Regions from separate parts of the Mus musculus genome. Here all the other regions are linked to region 1. A link is a contact called in public HiChIP or PLAC-seq, Micro-C and promoter capture Hi-C data. All regions are on one chromosome and are shown on one strand. Each heading gives the region's core, a stretch centred on a gene start, on an enhancer-like site or on the middle of the called end of the contact. The rest is flanking DNA. Distances are from core to core; before and after follow the strand shown. Region 1 holds the start of Tmem132c (transmembrane protein 132C). Region 2 holds the start of Aacs (acetoacetyl-CoA synthetase). Region 3 overlaps Tmem132b (transmembrane protein 132B). Region 4 holds the start of Fzd10 (frizzled class receptor 10). Region 5 holds the start of Tmem132b (transmembrane protein 132B). Region 6 overlaps Tmem132b (transmembrane protein 132B). Region 7 holds the start of Ran (RAN, member RAS oncogene family).

The links. Promoter capture Hi-C pulls out the DNA fragments that hold promoters and counts their contacts. A called contact is a pair of places that touch in the nucleus more often than the background predicts. HiChIP or PLAC-seq counts read pairs in DNA pulled down with a chosen protein or histone mark.
Region 2: an H3K4me3 HiChIP or PLAC-seq map of embryonic limb bud shows a contact between it and region 1, with 11 times the contacts expected there. The contact joins the promoter of Aacs here to the promoter of Tmem132c in region 1. A contact is called at or near these places in 2 of 39 promoter capture datasets (cranial neural crest and second pharyngeal arch cranial neural crest) and 5 of 115 datasets of contacts at active chromatin or transcription factors (embryonic forebrain, embryonic hindbrain, embryonic limb bud and 2 more).
Region 3: an H3K4me3 HiChIP or PLAC-seq map of forebrain shows a contact between it and region 1, with 10 times the contacts expected there. The contact joins the enhancer-like site here to the promoter of Tmem132c in region 1. A contact is called at or near these places in 3 of 115 datasets of contacts at active chromatin or transcription factors (astrocytes, embryonic forebrain and forebrain) and 1 of 9 other capture datasets (embryonic stem cells).
Region 4: a Micro-C map of embryonic stem cells shows a contact between it and region 1, with 3 times the contacts expected there. The contact joins the promoter of Fzd10 here to the promoter of Tmem132c in region 1. A contact is called at or near these places in 8 of 39 promoter capture datasets (the 3T3-L1 cell line, cranial neural crest, embryonic stem cells and 5 more), 2 of 484 Hi-C or Micro-C datasets (both in embryonic stem cells), 6 of 115 datasets of contacts at active chromatin or transcription factors (astrocytes, embryonic forebrain, embryonic hindbrain and 1 more) and 1 of 9 other capture datasets (embryonic stem cells).
Region 5: a contact with region 1 is called in an H3K4me3 HiChIP or PLAC-seq map of forebrain, with 19 times the contacts expected there. The contact joins the promoter of Tmem132b here to the promoter of Tmem132c in region 1. A contact is called at or near these places in 5 of 39 promoter capture datasets (cranial neural crest, embryonic stem cells, frontonasal cranial neural crest and 1 more), 11 of 484 Hi-C or Micro-C datasets (cerebral cortex, cortical neurons, cranial neural crest and 4 more), 12 of 115 datasets of contacts at active chromatin or transcription factors (SST interneurons, astrocytes, embryonic forebrain and 5 more) and 1 of 9 other capture datasets (embryonic stem cells).
Region 6: a Micro-C map of embryonic stem cells shows a contact between it and region 1, with 2.0 times the contacts expected there. The contact joins the enhancer-like site here to the promoter of Tmem132c in region 1. A contact is called at or near these places in 2 of 39 promoter capture datasets (cranial neural crest and pre-B cells) and 2 of 484 Hi-C or Micro-C datasets (both in embryonic stem cells).
Region 7: a promoter capture Hi-C map of cranial neural crest shows a contact between it and region 1. The contact joins the promoter of Ran here to the promoter of Tmem132c in region 1. A contact is called at or near these places in 1 of 39 promoter capture datasets (cranial neural crest) and 1 of 115 datasets of contacts at active chromatin or transcription factors (astrocytes).

Annotation. Positions count from the first base shown.
Region 1 is chr5:127,240,136-127,243,077 of GRCm38.p6, reverse strand. Tmem132c (transmembrane protein 132C) reads right to left here and starts at 1,252. Exons shown (of 9, transcript NM_175432.3): 1 at 1,058-1,252. The coding sequence starts at 1,163.
Region 2 is chr5:125,474,522-125,477,443 of GRCm38.p6, reverse strand. Aacs (acetoacetyl-CoA synthetase) reads right to left here and starts at 1,571. Exons shown (of 18, transcript NM_030210.2): 1 at 1,335-1,571. The coding sequence starts at 1,467.
Region 3 is chr5:125,656,935-125,659,860 of GRCm38.p6, reverse strand. All of the region lies in intron 3 of Tmem132b (transmembrane protein 132B), which reads right to left. Among named protein-coding and RNA genes, the nearest start is that of Gm32811, 110 kb to the left of the region's middle. Within about 2 kb of position 1,415, at least 25 of the 459 cell types and tissues checked have an H3K27ac peak or open chromatin away from gene starts, as enhancers often do. A contact at or near this core is called in astrocytes, embryonic forebrain and forebrain, where this site is marked.
Region 4 is chr5:128,599,821-128,603,008 of GRCm38.p6, reverse strand. It overlaps Fzd10 (frizzled class receptor 10), which reads right to left and starts at 1,903. Exons shown (of 1, transcript NM_175284.3): 1 at 1-1,903. The coding sequence starts at 1,791. The coding sequence ends at 43. Fzd10os (frizzled class receptor 10, opposite strand) reads left to right here and starts at 2,322. Exons shown (of 6, transcript NR_015517.2): 1 at 2,322-2,472.
Region 5 is chr5:125,530,906-125,533,836 of GRCm38.p6, reverse strand. It overlaps Tmem132b (transmembrane protein 132B), which reads right to left and starts at 1,419. Exons shown (of 9, transcript NM_001190352.1): 1 at 1,147-1,419. The coding sequence starts at 1,207.
Region 6 is chr5:125,587,789-125,590,833 of GRCm38.p6, reverse strand. The region is part of intron 1 of Tmem132b (transmembrane protein 132B); the gene reads right to left. Among named protein-coding and RNA genes, the nearest start is that of Tmem132b, 57 kb to the right of the region's middle. Within about 2 kb of position 1,768, at least 85 of the 459 cell types and tissues checked have an H3K27ac peak or open chromatin away from gene starts, as enhancers often do. A contact at or near this core is called in embryonic stem cells, where this site is marked.
Region 7 is chr5:129,018,844-129,022,095 of GRCm38.p6, reverse strand. It overlaps Ran (RAN, member RAS oncogene family), which reads right to left and starts at 1,940. Exons shown (of 7, transcript NM_009391.3): 1 at 1,818-1,940; 2 at 1,522-1,568; 3 at 1,328-1,412; 4 at 1,105-1,230; 5 at 1-93. The coding sequence starts at 1,557.

The sequences.
Region 1 (2,942 bases), core at 3-2,502:
ACCCCAGTTTACCCGGGGCTCTGTGGAAACAGGACCCACTGGAAGGAAGCACAGCGTACATGGCAGGTTTGTCTGGGAATTGCTCCTCGAGTAAGGGGCATCCCCTGGTTTCACATGGTGGAGTAGAGACTTTTGTAAAGCAAATTCTACTTTTTAACGCCAATTGTCAACTTGTCTCCCCAGATACATTTCCAGCCCATCCTTGGAACCCCGGACAGGAGTGAGGTCTCGACATCTGTGCGGGGCGGATTAGAGCGAATCCTCAGTCCAGTCCGTGTCAAAGGCTGAGCTTGAACCCGCCTCGCTGCGGGAGGGCTCAGGACTCCGGGGAACATCCGGGCTTAACCCACCGCACGCGAAAACCCCTTCAGGGCGCCCCCGCGACCGCACCCCGTAGCTCGCGGACCCTAAATGCCTGAAGCCAGCGGCTCCGATCTTCCAGTCCTGCCTGCCGCCGACCGGGCTCACAGAAGAGTAATAATATGACTTAGCGACCTTAAGCAGCAGCGAGCGCTCTGGCCAGGCTGCGTCAGCCGGTTTGCACAAGTCTCCAGAAACCTGCAGAGTCCGGATTCCCACGGCCCCCGGAGCAAAGGACCGAAGTGGGAGCCTAACGGCGAGTCGCTGGAAACCAGAGCGGTCCGATGCTTTCAATGCCACCGTTCGGTCTAATGTAGGGCGGAAAGTCTCAGGTTTCTCTAAAGCTGGGGAAGGGGCCGCGGGAAACCAGGGTCCTCCCCGCGTCCCGCAGCTGCACCGAGTCCCGGGTGTGTAGCCCAATGTAGAAGTCAAGGTGTAGCCCAGACCCAGAGTCCGGCAACCACGCCCCCCCCCCCCCCCCGCTCTCCTGGAGGGAGGCAGTAGGGCTTCGAGGTGGGCTGCCGCGGAGGATCCCTAGCACTGACTCTAATGCTCCAAGCTGAGGCTGGTGTCCGCTGTTTCCGTAGATGGAGGCTCTAAGATGGGACCCGGATCTCGCGCCGCTCTCTCCACCCTCGCCCCGGCTTTCCCGCAGCCTACTAGGGGACCTGGAGGTCCCCGCCAGCGCCCGCCTTACCTTGGCCCAGTAGCGTGGCTAGGACCAGGCTCAGCGCCCCGTACCGCGCCGCCCGCCTCGGGGCCGCGCCCTCGGAGCGCATCGTGGCCGCTGTCACGCCATCCATCGCCAGCCCCGGGACCGCGCCGGTTGCCCCATGCCCGGGGCCGCCCCCGGCAGCGCTCCGGCTCCGGCGGCTGCTCCTGAACGGGTCCGGACAACTTTTCTCGGGTTGCAGCCGCGGTCCTGCTGATCCCGCCCCCGGGACCGCCCACTTCGGGCCCGCCCACTACACCCTCCGGATCCGCCCACCTCCGGCCCCCGCTCGCGGCCAGAGGGATGGATGGAGGATGCTTGTGTGCCAGAGAGGTTCCCGGAGCGCAGGCCTCGGGAGGGAGACCCAGAGAGAGGACGAAGAGACTCAGAGACCTCGAATCCCTCTCCTCCTGCTGCTGATCGGCCGCCTCGCAGTCTCCTGCCTCCGCGCAACCATGTCCTGCAAGACGGCTCTGCCCAGGTGCTCACCACGCAGGATGGAGCTGGATCCTTGCTCCCTGCGACTTGCTCCCCCCACCCCTCACGGTCACTCGGGGCCGTCGGTTCCCCATCTACAACATTAGGTCCTCCTCTTCTGAGGGCTGGAGACAACTGGATTTCAAAGCCACGTGCAGCTGTGGAGGAACTATCTAAGCGAAAGATTGGATTCAGTGGGATGTGTTCGGATGTGTGCTCCGCGTGCACTGCGCTTGGGAACGCGCTGACTAACCCCACTGTCTTTAGAAACCGGCCTGGGGCATGTGGCAAAGGCGAGACTCTTTTGTGTCTCTCACCCAATGTACTTTAAAAAAAAAAAATCAACTGTGCAGGGTTAAAACAAAACAGCGACGCCATGTCTCCACCTCCCCCTCCCCCCCCCCAAAAAAAAACATGCCTCAGATGTGCCTCGGTGAGAGCGGTTTCTCTGCACACCCTGAACCCATTTTCTCCTGACTTCCCAGCACTCCCTTCTGGTCACCAGGTTCTAGCCATGTCCCTTTAGGCTTACCAGCCCTAGGGTTTCATCTGCTGGTCCAGGAGCCTGGGCAGTGTGCTGCACAAAGACCCTCTTGGGTCTGCAAGTGAAAGGTTCTCAGGATGCACGCGCGAGCCTCTATCTGCCACTAGCTCTCCAAACCTGGGGATCCCCACCCTGTTCTAAGCCTCACGCTGCATAGGCTCAGTGGTCCCTCTCCCAACCAGGGCTGACAGAATCCTGTTGACCAATCCTTTGGAAAAGCTTTCAAAAACAGTGATTGTAGAAGAAATACCAGGGCAAGAAGCAAGCTTTCCAACCCCCAGATCAGGAGAAGGCAGAAGCAGCCCAAGGAGCCCAGACCTTGGAGACTAGCTTGCACCCAAAACGCAACTGGGCTCTCACAGGCCAGGGAGGCAGCCACTTTATATTTAGGTGATGCAGGCCCTACTGTTCAGCTCACTAAGCCACGGTAGACACATCCTTAGGAAGCAATAACGAAGTCACATGAGCCCCAAGAGGGGAAGGCAGACTTAATCATTTGTTTGTTTGTTTTTTGTTTTTTAAGTCTGGAAGTCTCTAGAGAATGACTTTTTAAAAAAAACTCAAATATTTAGCAAAGGAGATGTGCAACAGCCCGTTATTTCAGACTGAGGGATGGAGTTTGTTTCATCCACTATCTCCCGTTCAATAATAGGAACAAGAATTTAAAACCCCAAGGGGTTCTCACCTCCACATCTACACCCTGAATCACCATATGGGCACCTACTGTCATGTCCTCCAATCTCTTGAACCTTAGATACATCTCCCTTCCTGATGCCTCCAGAACAAACAGAAGGAGACCTAAGTAAAGAGAGTTTTCCTTTTGCAAGCTCCGCTTTAAGACTTCCTTTA
Region 2 (2,922 bases), core at 322-2,821, 1.8 Mb after region 1:
GGATGGGAGGGAAGGTTCGGAGCCCTATTAGGGAAGAAAAAGAACCCTGTGGAAGCTCTACCTCCATCTCCTGGCTCTCCAGCAGCGGGGTGCAGGCGCATAAGCAACAAGGGACTGTGGACAGCCTGGAAGACCAGCAACACAAAAGACCTGCATTTGGAGATTACCCTCCAGCCAGCAAGGGGGTGCACCACGCATAGGGGGCGGGAGAAGGACAGCCAAGTGCTGCTGAGACACTAGGAAGAAGACTCAGAGGGCTGGTGCTCAGGGTGGGAAAAAGAAAAGATTCAGGAAGGATCCGGAGACAGATCCTGGGAGCCAAGACAGACATTGATGCCAACGGAGACAAGGGGATCCCTGCAATTAGAGGGGTAACGGAGGTGAAAATGAAGAAGACAATCAACCAACCAACTCGAACTGAAAACCCCAGGCAAACACCTGAGAAGGGGGGCAGAGCAGGTGGAGGGACTAAGCAAGCCCCATGGATCCCTGGGAACGGCATATGGACAAGAACCTCGCCTGCCAAGGGCCTCTGCCCCACCCATAATCACACAGACCAGGGTGGTGGCTGGAAGCAGGATCTGTTTAGAGCTGGGGTAAGAAAGGACTCTACCTTAATTAACTTTAAAGGAAGGAGGAGGAACGAACTCTGACCTTTTCAGGAACCTGAAATTTCAAGCTGGTCCCTAGCAAAAGGCAGATGGAGGGAGCCTGTCACATGAAACCCGTGAACTCAAAAAGAACTGCAGATAAGGCCCGAAGGAAGCCCCCAACGAATGGAAGTCAAGACCTCAGGAGACATTTCCCAAGCAGGCAAGCCTAGCAAAAGATCGGAGGAACCAGAGGGTGTCTGCCACTTCCAGAGGGTGACTCGCCTGCAGAAAGGGGGCCTCTACAGGCCAGGCGGTGATGCTTCCCAAAACAGTGAAGGAAACATCATCAGAAGACCAGCACCTCCTAGAGGAGGGCCCAGAGCCAGGGGGCTCCCCCAACCCAAAGACAGGGACACTAGCCATCCATCCATCAGAGGCCCACGGCAACATCTAGGAGAACCTCTCTAGAGGGGGACCCCCAAGGCAACGAGGATCCCCCAATCCCTGTGCCATTCATCAAGGTACCTAAGTAGGGAAAGGGAGGGACCTCCCTAGAGGGGTACCCCCAAAGCAGGGGGCTTCCCCGACTGTAAGACAGGAACACTGGTCGGATATCCATCCAACAGAGGCTTATCCCAACAGCTAGCAGGGACCTTCCTAGGGCGGTCCTCCCTGGAGGGAACAGCTTCCGGGAAGGCCCGTGACGGGGGGGGGTGCACTAGCCGCGTGCCCCGTACTCACCAAGCGCCAGGCCGCAGGCGGTACCCACGGCCGCCCGGAAGCGGTCCATCTGCGTGTCCTTCTTGCTGTCAGGCTCCCACATCACCTGGCACTCCATGATCTCCTCGCGCTCGAGCCGCGCCAGCTTGGACATGGTTGCGGAGCTGCGTGGCCGGGGCTGCCGGGCTTTGGCTGAGAGCGGAGAGCGCAAGGCGTGGAGCGGATCAGCGGTGCGCCGACGAACCACAGCGCGAGACTGAACCAGCGCCGGCGCGGCCTGTGGGACATCCGGCCTGGTCACACCCCCAGCAGCCTTCGCCACGCCTCCAGAAAGCCACGCCTCTTGAGACCACGCCCTCTTCTGTAACCCTCCGCCGCGCCGCGCCTGCAAAAGGTGCGCTTGCTGCCAAAAAGAGTGCCTCGCCTGCGCAGGCGCGATAAGCATGTTCCACGCCCTCACTTATTGCACAACTTACCGGGTGTTGCTCTGTTTACTTATTGCCCTCGTTCGTTCGTTCATTCATTCACTTATTCAAATTAAGTTGCTCCTCCAACACTCACTTTAGCTGCGGAGATGTCTTAAGCCTAAAACGCGTGCAGAAGACCTCTAAAATGCGTGTCCGTGTCGCGTGTGCTCACTCACAGGGATGCTGTAGCAGGGATACATGGGGTATATAATGTAACATAAGATACTGAGTGAGTGAGACCTCAAGTCTATCGTCAAGACTGAAAATAAAAGCGTTAAGCACAGGACATTCTGGGGCAAGCCTGAAACCCAGCACTTTAAAGACTAAGACAGGAGGATGACAGTAAGTTCCACTCCAGCATGGACCTCAAAGCAAAACCCTGTAATCGGAATACTTGGGAGGTAGAGGTGGGAGAGGCGTCTGGGCTTTAAGATTATTCTTGTAACAGAGTGAGTTCAAGACTAGCCGGGGCGCCGGGCGTGGTGGCGCACACCTTTCTTTAATCCCAGCACTTGGGAGGCAGAGGCAGGTGGATTTCTGAGTTCGAGGCCAGCAGAGAAACCCTGTCTCGAAAAACCAAAAAAAAAGAAAGAAAAGAAAAGAAAAGAAAAAGACTAGTCCGGGCAAACTTTAAAAAGCCATGTGTTAAAACTAAAAGAAAAGAGAGGGCTAGGGATGTGACTCCATGTTGCTCACAGTGGCTTGCAGGTGACAGAAGGGAGCTTTAGGAAATCTTGCAGGTTTCCGAACAAAGAGAGGAGTCAGTGTCCAGGGCCCCCCAAGCAAGAATACTGTGTCCTGTGGGGTGTGCACGTTCAACTAACTGAAAAGGCCCAGGTCTTTGAAAAGGCCCAGGTCTTTGGTACTATAGCCCTGGAGTAGCAAAGTCAGTGAACGAAACGGTAGCAGCTTAAGTTCGTCCTGGGGGAACATCAGAGATGCTGGCTTTGAATCTGGGGGAGAGCATCAGAAGGTTCCTACAGAGAGAACGCATGCTCAGATCCTACTATGATGAGAACCTTCTGGATGCTAATAGTCTTGTCAGTCCATTTGGTACTTTGCTGTCTACCCAGTGTCTAAAATAACTGAAAACAAGTTAATTTTCTTTCTCTCTTTGTGTGTGTGTGCACATATGCATGTGT
Region 3 (2,926 bases), core at 166-2,665, 1.6 Mb after region 1:
GTTTTGAGCATTGAACACAGGTCCTCCTTCACTGGCTGACACTACACACACACACACACACACACACACACACACACACACACACACGAGAGAGAGAGAGAGAGAGAGAGAGAGAGAGAGAGAGAGAGAGAGAGAGAGAGAGAGGAATCACCCTGCACTTCCTTGCTTGATGAAATTATTTTCTTACACAAACCTCAGTCTTAGCCTAGCTGGCAAATCTCTCTGTGTCCCTCAGTAGAGCCCCCACACACATACATCTACTCCCACCCCTTACCCCCAGCCCTTCTGTGCCTTCCTGGACCAGTCAGAATTACAAACCTGATTCCCTTTAGTCACTGAGCCCAAGCTGTGATTCCCACAAACTTCCTCAAGTATCAGGCTCTACCCCCCTCACCACCCGGCAGCCTGCAGTTCCCAAGGTGGCTGCTATCCCCTTATTTTACTGGTTCTCAACTTGCAGACCCTCCTTCCCCATTCTCTCCCTCTGACCCCTGCTTTATTCTCCCCTCTCTACCTCCCGGACAGACATCCTCCTACCTCATTGTCCTTACTGTTCAAATGCACAGAGGCCGCCCCCACTCGGACCCCCCACCTCCCAATTAGGAATCGCTCCAGAATTCCCTAGAACCTTCAATGGCCGGCTGTTGCCTTTCTATTAAACTCAAAGTACTTATTTCTTTTAATACGCAAGGAGCCCTCTGTTCGGATCGCTCGGGGGGGCTGGCATGGTGAGGTGTAGTCTCAGCTTTTAATGAGTACAATTCAGCATCGAATCATTCCAACCTCTGCATTGAAAGGTCTCTTGTTAGCTTCACAGAAGGGAGGAAAAGTATCCGAGCATGGCATTTTTAAGACCTCGCTTCTTAACCCAGAGCTGTTTCACGGTTTCCATCCTGATTGGAAACTGGCACCCATCAAGATGTCCTATGGGCTCCTTAAGAAAGAAAAAAAATAAAAATAAAAAGGAAGCAAAGGACCCGGATGCCCTCAGCTGCTTCCACATACTTTGGGGACAGTCTCCTTTTCTTCCTTTGTGTCATGTTTATAGACAGAAATGTTCTCTTTTAAGCTTTAAGAAGAAAAAAAAAACCTTGTTATCATAAATAGCCTATATGAAAGACCTTCAAATATCACCCAGGCCCCTACTCCCAATTAATTGCAATACCAAGGGAATGCTAACTCTTGGTACCCCAGCTGGCAGTGGAATGATAGGGATAATCAGAAATATCACAAACACAGAGACAGAGAGGCAGAGAGAGACAGAGTAGACAGAAACATGCATGCACACACAACATCTGGTTTAGGTGAGTACCCCTTCATCCTCCCTCTGTGCAGTTGCTGGCACATATAGGCTTGCAGTGGAGAGCTCAGCTGACAAGAATTCAATGCCGGTCTATTCCAGACACCAGCTTTTTTTTTTTTAAGACAGGCTGCCATGGTTTTTAATGGCAACTTGGCATTCATAACAGGGCATCATCTACATAGGTGGGTCTGAGCCAGAGCACCCCCATCTCTGTTTAAACAAGCCCCTACTTGAAAGCTCCATTCAGCTCTCCAGGGCCACGTGCATGAGCAAAATAATAAGACACTGAGCGAGGACAAGGGCCGTCTTCTGTTGGGCCTGGCCCTGTTCCTGGGGAAGATCATGAAGACAACCTGCCCAAATAGTGATTAACAAGGCAGGGACAACCCAAAGGGCACTGGGATTGGCCATGGCATGGTGACAAACAGAGTCGGCACACACCATCCTAAGGCTCTCTGCCACCTCTGGGCTTTGGTGACAGTCACCTGCCCCCCACAAAAGGGGAATGTTCAATAAGCTCATGTGCACTGGGAACCTCCAAGAGTAGATAGTGAATGAAGGATGTAGAACATAAGGCCTTGGGGGAAGGGAGGAGAGGCCGCTCGTTCAGGCACTTGCTCTCTAAGCATGGGGGCCTGTGTTTGAGCCTCTGGCACCTGTAAAAAGCCAGGCATGGTTGTGCATGGTTATGCCTGTTACCCCAGCATTCAGGGTGGAGACATGTGGACCCTATGAGCTCACTCAGTCTGAACATTGGACTTCTGGTACAGTGAGAGACTCAAAATGAGAAGGCAGAAAGACTGAGGGAGGAAGACACTTCCTATGTTCTTCTGACATCCCGGGGCATGAGCTCAAGAACCCACACACTTATCTTCTTGCGCACACACACACACACACAACCACACACGCATACACAACCATACACATGCACACTCACACACACATACACAACCATTCACATGCACACTCACACACATGCACACCCACAACTACACACACAGCCATACACATGCACACTCACACACAACCACACACACACACAAAACCATACACATGCACACTCACACACACATGCACATGCAATCACACACACAACCATTCACATGTGCACTCTCATACACATACATACACATGCATGCACACATAAAACCATACAATACACACTCACAGACACTCACACACACAACCATACACATGCACACACATGTAACCATATACATGCACACTGATACACATGCATACTCACACACACAACCATACACATGCACACACACACAGGCACATTCATACACACATGCACACTCATACACACTCACACACACACACACATGCATATAAATGCGCACATAGGAATCCAAAGTCCCTTTCAAACACATGTGGTCACAGAGCCCGGATGCTTCACAAAGCATCTCTGACCTGCCATCTGGGAAACACCAGGAGAGACATTCTGCTCTGCCCTGGGGTTCCCGATGTCTGAGTTAATTTCAGGTTGATAGTTCTGAGTGGCCCTGAAAATGATCCTGAAGATCTCACGATAGTGTCAGGAAAGCGAGCAGACTGCAAGTGGCCTTAAAGACAGCAGAGGGACACCCTTACCACAAGAGTGAGGAAACCAAGGCTTAA
Region 4 (3,188 bases), core at 654-3,153, 1.4 Mb before region 1:
ATTTGGGCTCCGAATGTCCTGTTCTTGCAGCCAGCTCTGCCTTCACACGCAGGCTGAAGGCTGGGCGGGCAGTTCATACTTCCCAAGGTGAGGTTTTTGGGGGTGCTGGGCTTTTTTGTAGATCCCTGCACTGGTGACCACACTGGCTGGTTTCCTCCGGCTTTTTCTCTTTAGCCCCCGGCTGCATACGTGTTGCCAGGACTGCAGGGTCTTGGAAGTCCAGACCCACACCCCACTGGTGATGCCCACCACCAGCAGCATGGACACTTTGACCATGAAGACCTCCACGGCAGGGATGGAGGTGGTCATCAGGCAGTCAGGTGTCTTGGTCTGATTGTTCATCTTACACTTGTGCTGGGTGGCCAGCATCTTCCAGTAGTCCATGTTGAGGCGTTCATAAAAATAGCAGGCAATCACACAGGTGGCCGGCACAGTGTAGAGGAGGGAGAAGACCCCTATGCGTACCATGAGCTTCTCCAGCTTGTCCGTGTTCTCCCCACCCGTTTTCATCACCCTCCGGATGTGGAATAAAGCCACAAAGCCGGACAGGATGAAGGAAGTGCCGATGACTAGGTAGCAAGCCAGCGGGACCAGCACGAAGCCGGTCAGAGCATTGACATCCATGCTGCCCACATAACACACACCAGTGAGCTCATCCCCTGCCACCCTGCGCATCACCAAGATCAAGATAGTCTTCACAGCCGGGATGGCCCAAGCTGCCAGGTGAAAGTAGCTGCTGTTGGCTTCAATGGCCTCATGGCCCCACTTCTTTCCAGCAGCCAGGAACCAAGTGAGGGTGAGGACCACCCACCATAAAGAGCTGGCCATGCCGAAGTAGTAAAGTACCAAGAAGACTAAGGTACAGCCCGTGCTCTCCAGTCCTTCCTGGATAACATACAGCTGCCCACTGTCCCGGTCACAAGCGATGCTCTCCGCGCCCGCGAAGAGGCGGATGATATAGCCCACCGAATAAACGCAGTAGCACATGGAGAGGAAGATGATAGGACGTTCGGGGTACCTGAAGCGCGATGGGTCGATGAGGAAGGTGAGCACGGTGAAGGCGCTGGAGAAGAAGCACAGCACGGACCAGATGGCCAGCCAGACCACAGCGAAGCGCTTGTCGTCGCGGCTCCAATACACATCCACCCCCGGAGTGCAAAGCGGTGCGCAAGATTCGCTCTTCTCCACATGGTGGAACTTGCCTGGGTTGTCACAACCTGCGCGCCCCGGACCCCCGTCCTTTAGTGGGTGCTCCTGCGCGCTGTGGGGCCTCTGGGGCCTGAAGAGCGGAGGAAACATGCCAGAGCCCCGGCTGGGCTCATCCGAGCCGTTGTTGGGTGCCTCCATGCACAGGTAGTTGGGGTCGTTCTTGTTGGGGAGCTTGCTGCAATCCAGGGAGTCCGGCCACCTGAATTTGAACTGCTCCATGATCGGCGAGCACTTGAGCCGGGCCTGCTCGCACATGACCCGGCAAGCAGGGATGGGTGTGGAGACCTGCTCGGTGCACATGGGCGCGTACAGCGAACACAGGAAGAAGCGAAGGTGGCTGTGGCAGCCGTACTCCACGAGCGGCGCGAACTCGTGCAGTTGGATGGCCGCCTCGCGCTGGTTCTCGTGACCCATCAGGTTGGGCATGCGGGTGGTGTTGTAGCCGATGTCCTTGCACATGGGAATCTCCACCGGCTGGCACTTGCCGTCTCCAGGGCGCTCTAAGTCCATGGAGCTGATGGCCGTGCACGAGCCTATCATCACCTGCAGCACCAGCCACAGGCGCGGGCCCGGGTGTTGCATGGTGGCGCCCTCAATGTCCCAGCGCCGCTCAGGGCCGCCGCTCCCGGGCACGGGCTGTTGCTGCTGCCCGCGGCTCCGCGCCCCGGCTCGGGCCCCCGCGCATGCCCATCCAGTCTGGCCGGAGCGCTCGCGGCGCCCGGGGCCACCGCGGTGGGCGCGCGGCCTCAGCGGAGTCGGGGGGCGGCGGGGGAGGGGAGCGAAGTTTGCAAACAATACGGCGGAGCGAGCGCCGCTCAGCGCGCAAACTTTGGCCTCTTCTTCCGGGCGCGGGCGATCGCGGACCGCGGTGGGGCAGCGCGGGCACACCGTGGCCCTGGGCCCTGGAGCTCCTCCCTCCCGGCGCCCGCAGCTGCTTCCAGCACGGCGTCCCGGGATGAGAAGACTTGCAAAGAGGCAAAGAGTAGCAAAGAGGGAAAAAAAAAAAAAAAAAAAGCAAAGCCGATTGGTGACAGGCCCCGCCTCCGCCCGCCGCCCCGCCCCGCTGCTGCTTTGCATCAGAAAGCCTTGCGCCCCGGGCAGCCTCCGCCCTCAGCCCCAGCTTGGGGCTGGACCCCAGCCTCCAGCCTCACCTCCTGCCGGCCTCTCTGCTTGCCCTCCCCGCCCCAGAGGGGGGGTGGGAGGCCTTGAGATTGTCCCCGGTACCCCAAGGACGCCGAGGTTACGGGAAGTTTGGGGACTCGGGTAAGGGTGGTCCTCACCCGGGGTTGGGGGCTGGGGACGCATCTTCTACTTTTACGACCGGGCCCTGGCGGAGGGCACTTTCAAAGAGACACGGGATTTGCGTTTTATGACCGTGCTCATAAAAAAGTGGCCCCTCGGCTTGTAAAGCTGCCCGCATCTTCCCGAAGCCGGGGGTTTGCTGCCCGGGGCGCGGAGCTCGGACTCCGGGGAGGGGCTGCCTTTGAAATTTCAAAAGGGCCGAGTGCAGGGGAGGGGGAGGGGACTTGGGAAGCCGGAGTTTAGGGCCTCTTCTGCAAGGTCTACTCAAAGAAAGAAGGGAGGGGGCGGGGAGGAGACTTTCCGGGCCGCTGACACCCCGCACCCCGAGAAGAGGGGCTTGGCTTGAATCGTGGTGACCCTTGCCCCGCCAAGGCCACCGTGTTGGGGACCATCGCGCCAAGCCGGCTGGTGGTTTCTCCAAGCGGCTGAGTTTATTTATTATAGGAAGTTGTGTATTTATATTATTTGGCGAAAGATGTGCTCGGCCTGCGTCCTCCTGGGAGGCGGAGGCTGAGCCCCGGCCTACACGCGCACGGCTGGTTCCCACGCAGAGTGGTGGGGCCTCTCCGTGCCTTGCTATGCTGGCTCCTGCCCCTTGGTTGGTTTTGGGCTAATCTGTGATAAGGACACAGAGCTTCAACCTCCTTCCCCCGCACAGGGAGTGAGTGCACCATGGG
Region 5 (2,931 bases), core at 170-2,669, 1.7 Mb after region 1:
TCTTAGTAAATATTTGGGGTCACTTGAGGTCATCTAGAAGGAAGGCAATATTTACTTTTGCCTATGCACAGTCATCCTTCCAAACAAGTTGGCATCCAGGTTTACTCCTAAGTGCGACCTCACCCAGGCAGTCGGAGCCGCAAAGTTGAGGGTGCATTTTTCCTTCCGCGTTCTGGGTATCTGTACGGTCGGTTTTTGTTTTAAGGAATGGGAAGCGAAGCTCTCAGTCTAAAGCTACCTGCTCCCAAAACGTGGGCTTTAAAGGTCTGGAGAACACAGCCCTCATACGCACATGAACAGGGCTCGTGACTGTCGCTTCTTCCCAGCCTTTGGGATTGTCTCTACTTGCCTGGGGTGGGGGAGGGGGGTACTGTCATTTTAGGATAAGCTTCCTCTACAACCAACACGTAGCAACACCGAGGTGGCTGAACCTAGCCAACTCCATCCCAGGCTGCAAACAGCATATAACTGGCTATTCTGACTTCCCCCATTCGCGGGGTTTAGGCGACAGCTGCGCAGGTGCCAGTCTGGAGCCAGACTCCCGGATCCCGGGGCGAGGGCTCTGAACACCTTCACGTTAGACATCACTAGGTGCCTGAGCGGACCACGCTCCCGGGTCCTGCTAGACCACGTATGGGTCAGGGTGCTGGGACGACCCGCGCTTCCAGAGGGTGAGCGGCAGGGTCACCTGGCTGCCTGCGGAAGCTACTTTGGGAGACAGCGGGAGCCACTTGGGGGAGCGGGTAGCTTTGGGAGGCTGGAAACAGAGGGGCAACCAGGCGCGGGAAGGACTGCAGCCAAGCCAGACATGGCCAGCCCAGACGACCTCCAGGCCCCGCAGGTGTCCAGACAACAGGACAGCAATCCACGGACGCTGGGCCACTACATCTCCAGCAGACCCCGGGGCCCGGGTGCCAGGCAGCGTAAGGAGGGGTATTTCAGGGAGCCCTGCCTGTGGCTCCCGGAGCCCCAAAAGGATCCAAAGGGCAGCTGGGACTGGAGAGGAGGCAAAGGGGACGCGCGCGGGGTTTGGGCCGCCCGGGGCTCCCCAGACCCGCCAAGAGCAGGAGGCGGCGGCCGCCCGGGACTTGGGACCCAGGCAGCAACTTTGCGCGCGGGGTCGGGGAGGGGACGCGGCCGCGTTACCTGCGCAGCGGAGCGCGCTCAGCGCCAGCAGCAGCCCGAGCGACGCGGCCGGGGCCCGCATGGTCCTCCCGGGAGCCGGCGCCGGGCTCCGCTCGCTCCTGCGCCGCCGCCTCCCGCACCTCTCAGCTCCGCGCTCGGCCGCCGGCTGCAGACGGCGCCCGGGCTCAGCGCGCGCCCGCCCTGCACTTGGCCGGAGTTGCGCGGCCCCCGCCGGCGCCGCGGCTCCTGCGCCCCAGCGCGCGTCCCATCCCGCCGCCGCCTCGGCCAGCGCCAGCTGCCGGCCGCCCCTCCAGCCAGCGCGAGAGTGAGCGAGCCGAGCAGGGAGGAGGGGAGGGAGGAGGGAGGAGGAGGGGAGCAGCCAGGAGGGAGGAGGAGGGAGGAGGACAGGAAAGGAGGAGGAGGAGGGAGAAGGGGAAGGGAGGAGGAAGGAGGAGGGAGAGGAGGAGGAGGAATGGGGCTAGAAGAAGAGGGAGGAGGATGGAGTTAGGGAAGGAAGGAGATGAAAGGAGGAAAGGAAGGGGAGAAGAAGAGGAATAGGGAAGAGAGGAAGAGAGAGGAGGAACATACCCAGAGATGTTAAAGAATAGAAAAAGAGGAGGCAGGGAGGTGTCCTCCCCCCCCCCCAGTCCCCTCCCCTCCTCCGGGCCAAGACACCAGGCGGCCACCCAGCGGTTAAGCGTCAGGATGTGTCACTCACTCCCAGGGGAGAGCACAGGGCCGCCAAGGCCTGTGGAGACCCGAATAGGTAGTCGGGCAGGGACAGAGAGAGCGTTTAGAGTGCGGAGCGGGTTCCCAGGGAGTGTTGGGAGGGAGCGCAACGCTGGGCGTCCCCGGGGTTGAGAAGGCAAGCAAGCTACCGGAGAGGCCCGCAGAGGAGGCATCTGTGAGGGATAGATTGCTGCGCGCAGACTAGGGCACGTGATAGATGTGGTGTGGCCTGAGAGCCCGCAAGAGTATCTACCAGCCTCAGGCAGATCAGAGCGCTCTTTCTGTGCTAAGGAGTGGGGAGAGGAGGCACGGCTCCGCCACCAAGGCAGGTCGTCCGATATGTCCACGAAGTGGGCCAGGCTTCAGCCCGGCGTGGGAAGAGAGTCCCAGCTTACAGGGACCAAGAAACTACAGTCCCTTTGAATGCACAGCCTAGTCCAGGCGACAGGTTGAAACAGGGAAGCTCCGAGGTGCTTCTCTGAGAGGCCCTGGAAGTTCCCTTCACCAGGCTGCAAAGCCAGACAGAGGCTGTGGTGTCTAAACACCTGAATTAGAGTCTGGGTTCTGCTCAACCTGCCACCAGTTTCTGGTGTCCTGGCTTGGCGTAGAAAAATGGGTCAGAAGCCGGGAGTGGTGGCGCACGCCTTTAATCCGAGCCCTCGGGAGGCAGAGGCAGGCGGATTTCTGAGTTCGTGGCCAGCCTGCTCTACAAAGTGAGTTCCAGGACAGCCAGGGCTATACAGAGAAACCTTGTCTCGAAAAACCAAAAAAAAAAAAAAAAAAAAAAAAAGAAAAAGAAAAAGAAAAAGAAAAAGAAAGAGAGAGAGAGAAAGAAAGAAAGAAAGAAAGAAAGAAAGAAAGAAAGAAAGAAAGAAAGAAAGAAAGAAAGAAAGAAAGAAAAAAAGAAAGATGGGTCAGACCTCAAATCAGTCAACAGGGATGATGCAGACTGTGGCCCAGCATCCTTAGTTGAGAACCCAGGGCAGGCAAAACTCATAATCCTCCAAAGAGCCTCAATTTCCCAACCTGAGACATAAAGTCAGGGCAGCCTCTAGCTGGTATTCCCAGGAATGCACA
Region 6 (3,045 bases), core at 519-3,018, 1.7 Mb after region 1:
TGGGCCCCAGGCCACACCACCCAAGTCTCCCCTGTGTCCCCTGTCTCCAAGGCAGGGCATGGGAGCTCCTGGTTTCTACACAAGCCAAGAAGCACACCAAACTGCCTCAGCCCGTCCACCCCATCCTTCCCCAGTAGTTTATGGCCTGAATATGGCCCTACTGACGCTTCATTACAGAGACTGACAGCCATGGTAATTATGCCTTTACAGGACCAACTATTCATCCTCCGTATCTTCCTGGTTCCTATCAGTCTGGTCCTTCATCAAGGACAGCTGGGCATCTGCCGGTCACGCCCCAGCTAATAGGCACACAGCAGGGACCCGAGTCTAACAGAGGTAACTCCGATTTCTCTCCAATGTTCAAATGTTGGAAACACTTCTCTAGAATATAATGTACCCAATGGATTGACATAGATCCAGGCTTGACTCCTGACACTCACAAGGCTTGCCTGCAATCTAACCTGGAGGGTTCCCTGAAGAAGCAGCGCCTGCTATTAGAAAAGGGTTACCACACCCCTATGTGACAGAAAAGTCTGACATCTAAGTCTTTAAGGGCCAAGTTCCCTGGGACATCTAAAAAGAGGGCTTGTGGGAAATTTGACCAAACCGGAACCACACCCAGATGTTAAAGAATTCAGCTGCTGCCCAAAGTGGGGAACACTAGTGTTGGGGTTCCCGTGGACTCTGGGGAACCCCAACACTAGTGAAATATGTTCACTCTCAGCGAGGAAGGGATGAAGAGACAGAGAGGTACGGGGAGTCATCAAATGCTTCCTACTTGTAAGCTAGTACTTGCCACCAGTGTGGTCTCCCAAGGTGTTCAGGAGTTCCTGGTGACTCTCTTTGTTCTAGAAAAGGGTCTGAGACTTAGTGGCAGTACTAGGAGCTTTCCTCACCATCTCTAACAGACTTCAGAGCCTGGGATCTCCACCCCCACCCACCCCACTCCCATCTGGGGCTCCTTCCAGCCTCTCCCCGGGGCTAATTTTCTCCGTATTGTTTTGTTTCGGTTAAGACAGGCTCTCCTGGAGCCCAGGCTAACTTCAAAACCACTGAGGGTGACCCTGAACTTCTAATCCTCCTGCTTCCACCTCCCAAACGCTGAATTTTACTTTCTCCTGAATCTTATGTCTATGGGACATCGTCTCAAAACTCCTTCCCTGCAGCCTTAGCTGCAGCCTAGCTAGCTGCGCCTGAGCCGGTCTCAGCAAGGGTGAACAGGTGTGGCCACACCCACTCTCCCTTGCCCCTGCGTTCTCCTCCTACTCCTCGCCTCTCCCAGCAGTCTCACTTTTCCAGGGGCTGGAAGGCTGGAGCCTTCCCTTCAGGAGGCTGGCTGCCCATGGAGACACTTTCTTTTCCCCTCTCCACCCTCAAGGCCAAATCCCCCGGGTTCTGCTAGGCAAGGCTCCTGCGGTGTTCCTTCCCACTAACAGAATTGCCTCACTCTCTCATTGAACAGTTAGTTGTCATGGAAATCACTTCTTTTGCTCTCAAAAGATTTGAGGGTCCAGGACATTTTATTTTTTTCTTGTTCTGCCTTAGACAGGCACCAGGCTCCTCCCCGCTGGGCTCTCCTACCCTACCCTCCTCCCCCGCCGGCCGCCTCCCCTCCCCATCATCAGCAGGGAAGTGGTAATTGCTGGCCCAACCCCCCAAAAGGTACCCTCGCTCGCGCCCCATCCTCCGTCTTTTCGGGCTCTCTGGCAGAAAAGCCACTCCCTGGCTTCCTGGTGGATGCTGGGGTCATGTGACTTTTCTGACCAATGATGTAGCAGCTGTCTGCCTGGGCACCTCCAAGCTGCAGATGCAACCTCTGGTCAGTAGCCTGTGGCCCTGTAGTGGAGCAAAGGAGGACTCAGGCAGCTTGGGATGGCTGGACTGTGGAAACTCCAATTCATTTGTGGCTACTAGACACCGAGCCGGAGAAATGGCTCAGCGGTTAAGAGCACTAGCTGCTCTTGCAGAGAACCTGGGTTCAATTCCCAGTACCCACACGGTGGTGGCTCACAACCATCTGTAACTACAAGCCCAGGGAATACAATGCCTTACTCTGGTGTCCACAGACACGGTGCACATTCAACTTATCAAAACACCCATACATATAAAATAAAAGTCAAGAAGCCTAAACAAATAAAGATAATTGATGGTTTAAGTGAATCTTCCTGCCATATTTCAGGTTACTATGTCTTCCTAGAAGGCTCCAGGCCCCAGTCTGAGGTTTCAGGCGGTTCAGGCATTCTCATGTATGTCTTTGTGCATTATAACTGAGGGCATGGAATCAGTCTATATAGATCAGGCACGGAGGTGCAGTGCGGTGGTTTGAATAGATTTGCCGCCCCCCATAGACTCATGTGTTTGAATGCTTGGCCCACAGGGCACTACTAGGAGGCGTGGCCTTGATGAGTGGGCGTGGCCCTGCTGGAGTAGGTGTGGCCTTGCCGGAAGACATGTGCAGCTATGGGGGTGGGCAATGAACTCTCCTAGTGCGGGAGCTCTACCCAGTGTGGGAGAGAGTCTCCTCCTGACTACCTATGGAAGTACAGTCCCAATCTGTTGCCTATTGATCAAGACTTAGCACTCTCAGCTCCTTCTCCTGCACCATGCCTGCCTGGTGCAAGCTGCCATGCTTCTCGCCGTGATGATAATGGACTGAAACCTCTGAAACTATAAGCCAGCCCCAACTAAATGTCTTGTTTTATATATATAAGAGTTGCCTTAGTCACCGTGCCTCTTCAGAGCAGTGTAAACCTAAAATATGCAGATATCCCAGGTACTCAGAAAGCAGAAGGCTGGAGGATAACAGGTTCAAGGGCTGCCTGGACTACAGACTGAATTCAGGTCTAGTCTGGGCAACTTTTCAAAATAAAAAGTGAAAAGAGAGCTGGGATGTAACTCAACGGTAGAGGCTGGCCTAGCATGTGTGAAGGCCTGACTACCATCCCCTGCATGATGAAGGAAGAGGAGGAAGGAGGGGAGGAGGGGGAGAAGGAAGAGAAGGAGGGAGGGGAGGAGAGAGAAAAGGAAGAGGAGGAAGGAGGAGAG
Region 7 (3,252 bases), core at 691-3,190, 1.8 Mb before region 1:
TTTCACACACTCGTACCAGATCTCTATGCCAGTTAGGTACATTCTTGTAAGTAACTCTTGAGGTTACATCAAACATTATAATGGCACACTGGGCTGAAAAACATTGGAGACAGTAGAGTGTCTTAGTCTACTGCAGGACTCAGTCATCATCTTGGGCCTGACTCTGGATCACCCATCAACCCACTCCATTCAAAAGTCCTCCCTGTCCCCCACTAAAAAGTTAGATGGTAAAACATGGCACACTGACTCCAATTCCTCTTCAAATGAAAACTCCAAAAGTCAAGACCAATTCACTCTATCAACTACCTTCTTCTCCTCAAGGCACCTAATCACTAACTACCAACTGCTGGCCCATCAAAGTTCATCAAAGTTCAAACACCAGTCTTCTAAAATCTGAGCCCAGGTTTCTATAACCTACCCTGCAGGGATGGTGAGGATACAGTTTAAGAGGAAGCACGTGAGCATCCCCATTTTTTTGGTTAAAAAGTTAACCCCGGTTATAAACACCCCTTTGCCTTTACATGCGAAGAAGCCAAAGAACGAATTTTCTCATCATGCTAGTAAGATCACAAGGATATTCATTCGTCTTTAAACACCAACAGACTCTTTCCCCACTAAGCTTTTTCGATTACTTTCAAGGAGAAAAGTAAAAGTACAGTTTCCATGAGGCGGCAGGTTTCACGTGTGAGAGAGGGCCTGGCTCCAGGAGGGGCTAGAGGTTTAGTATCTTGGGGCAAATGCTCACTACTTATTTTAATGATGGGAATAATCACGGGTAAGCTACTGCGTGTAGCCCTTAATTCAAGTTTCGAAAACCAAAAAGTGACCCGGGAGCTTTCCCAATAGCTTAGTCTCCTACTAAGTTCTGAAGCCACACAGTTTGCCCCAAATCAATGCCTAGCATGACACAGCATATGATCAAACGACACCACGGACGATTCTTATAAAAGAAAAAAAAAATCTCCTATCCACTCCAACCAGGTCGCCTCCCTCCAAGAGATTTCTGTCCCCTCTCCTTAGTCACCCGGCAACGGCTGGCTCTCCGGCTCATACCCCAAGCACATGTCCGAGGGCCTGGGCCCACTTCCGCAAGGCCCCCCTCACCTTGGATGTAGTAGCCATCGCGCAGGCCCCCGAACTTCTCCTGGCCGGCCGTGTCCCACACGTTGAACTTGATGGGTCCTCTGTTGGTATGGAAGACGAGCGGGTGCACCTCCACGCCCAGGGTGGCTGCGGGGAACAGGGCGGCAGAAGGGGTCAGCCGTGCACTGCCCGCCGCCTTCCCCCGGAGGCCTCGCTGCCGTGAAGCACCCCCGGCCGCACCTACCTACATACTTCTTCTCAAACTCGCCCGTCAAGTGGCGCTTCACGAAGGTTGTCTTCCCGGTGCCGCCGTCGCCCACCAGGACGAGCTAGATTCAAGAGACGAGGCGGCGGCGTGAGCGGTCCCCGCCATGCCGTCCCCTCCCGACCTCCCCGCTCGCTCGCCCTCCGAGGGCCCCCGTGCGGCCGCACACGCACCTTGAACTGGACCTGCGGCTCTCCCTGGGCGGCCATCGCGGCGGATCCTGCGGGGAGAGAGAGCGGCTGCGGCACGTGCGCCCCACAAAGGCCGCGGCCGGGAAGAGCGCGCGGGAAGGCGGGGACGCGGCGTGAGACGGTGGGGGGAAGGGAAGCGGGCTGAAAAAGCCCAGGGCGCTGCCCGTCCGCCTCGCCTCGCCTCGTCGCCAGCGCCGCCCCGCGCCCACCCGAAGGACACCCAAACCCTCCGGTCACCGCCCGCGCCCGCGCCCGCACCCTCCCGGCCTCGACGCTACCTTCCAGAAGAGTCTCCGCGCCTGTCCGACTGGAGCTGGAAAGATGGCGGAAGCGCGATTCAAATGCCGGAGACGCAGCGGACGCCGGCGCGCGGAGGGGGGGAGGAGCCGGGAGAGGGCGGAGCAACGGCGCCGCGCCCAACCACGCGGCGCGCGTGCACGCGCACGTCCGCTGGAGCCGTCCGACTCGGCCGGGGGCCCTCGGAGCGCCCAGGGCGGGAGAGGGGCGGCGGGTCACGTGGGCCGGCCGAGCGGGGACGCGCACGCACGCGGACCGTGAAGGGCCCGCGGGAGCCGGCGCTGAGCGCGGGCTGCCACGCGCATGCGCTGGCTGCGGGAGGCCGCGCGTTACGCGGGCGGCGGCCTAGCCAGGGGCCTCGTGGGCGGGAAAGGCGGGTGCTGCTTCTCGGTCGCTCGCTGCCGCTCAGCGGGCACCGCCCGACCTTCGTCCCCAAGTCCTGTGTCCACAGGCACCGGGGATCTCGCGGGCGGGCGATCGCTAAGTGTGCGCGGCCGCCGTCTGCAGAATGAATGGAGGGAATGAATGAGGGTGCGCGCGCCCGAGGCCCGGCTTGCGTCAGCCATGCGTGCCCGGCATGGACACGGCCTGGCCTTCCTGGGAGGATGGGACCGGATGCAGTTAGTCCAGGCGTTCAGCATCCCAGGGCCCTTCCTCTGTTGCGTGGTCTGAGTAATCTGTCTCGCAGAAGATACCCTACCCTGGCTCCCTCCTGAGCAGCAATTGACCAGCAAATACAGATGCTGCTGGGGAAATGGAAAATGTATCTCTGATGACCAGAGCTTGGGGGCCCTGCTGTTACTTTGTACTATGCAATCTAAAAGGAGCCAGCACAGGCCTTAGGGTTCCAAGGCTAGCCTGGGCAACTTAGGTAGAAGACAGGTGGGAAAGTGTGCACAAAAACTATAACATAACGTTAACATAGTATGTTTAATGGAACGTCAGTTACATATTTATATAAATACAAAGTTACTATATTTTGGAGTATATGTAACAAGTCGGCTACAAGGGGCTATGCTGTGAGCTGTATTCAATAGAGGATATAACAGGAGGTGGAGATCAAACAGAGTTTAGGAGAAAAACGGTCAACCCGCCTAGTTCCAGTTTGGTAGATTGTTGATACAATGTAGCACCTGGTGCTGGGTGGTGACATCACCAGTGACCCTCTCCCCGAGAAAACTTATCATGAACTTACTTGTCCTGGCAACCAGCCTGCCGAACCGCATCATCTGGTGGCCTGGTTTGTGTTACTAACTGGCCCACGCTTAGAACTTACAAAGAACCTCATCCTAAGAAGCCGAGGGAAACAAGAGAATACACTCAAGCGGGCATAGGCGCAGCTCTCCCTGCAAGCACTGTCTGGACTGCCCACTGCTGCCTGGTTTACAGCATTTTCTTTGCCATCCAACGTGAACT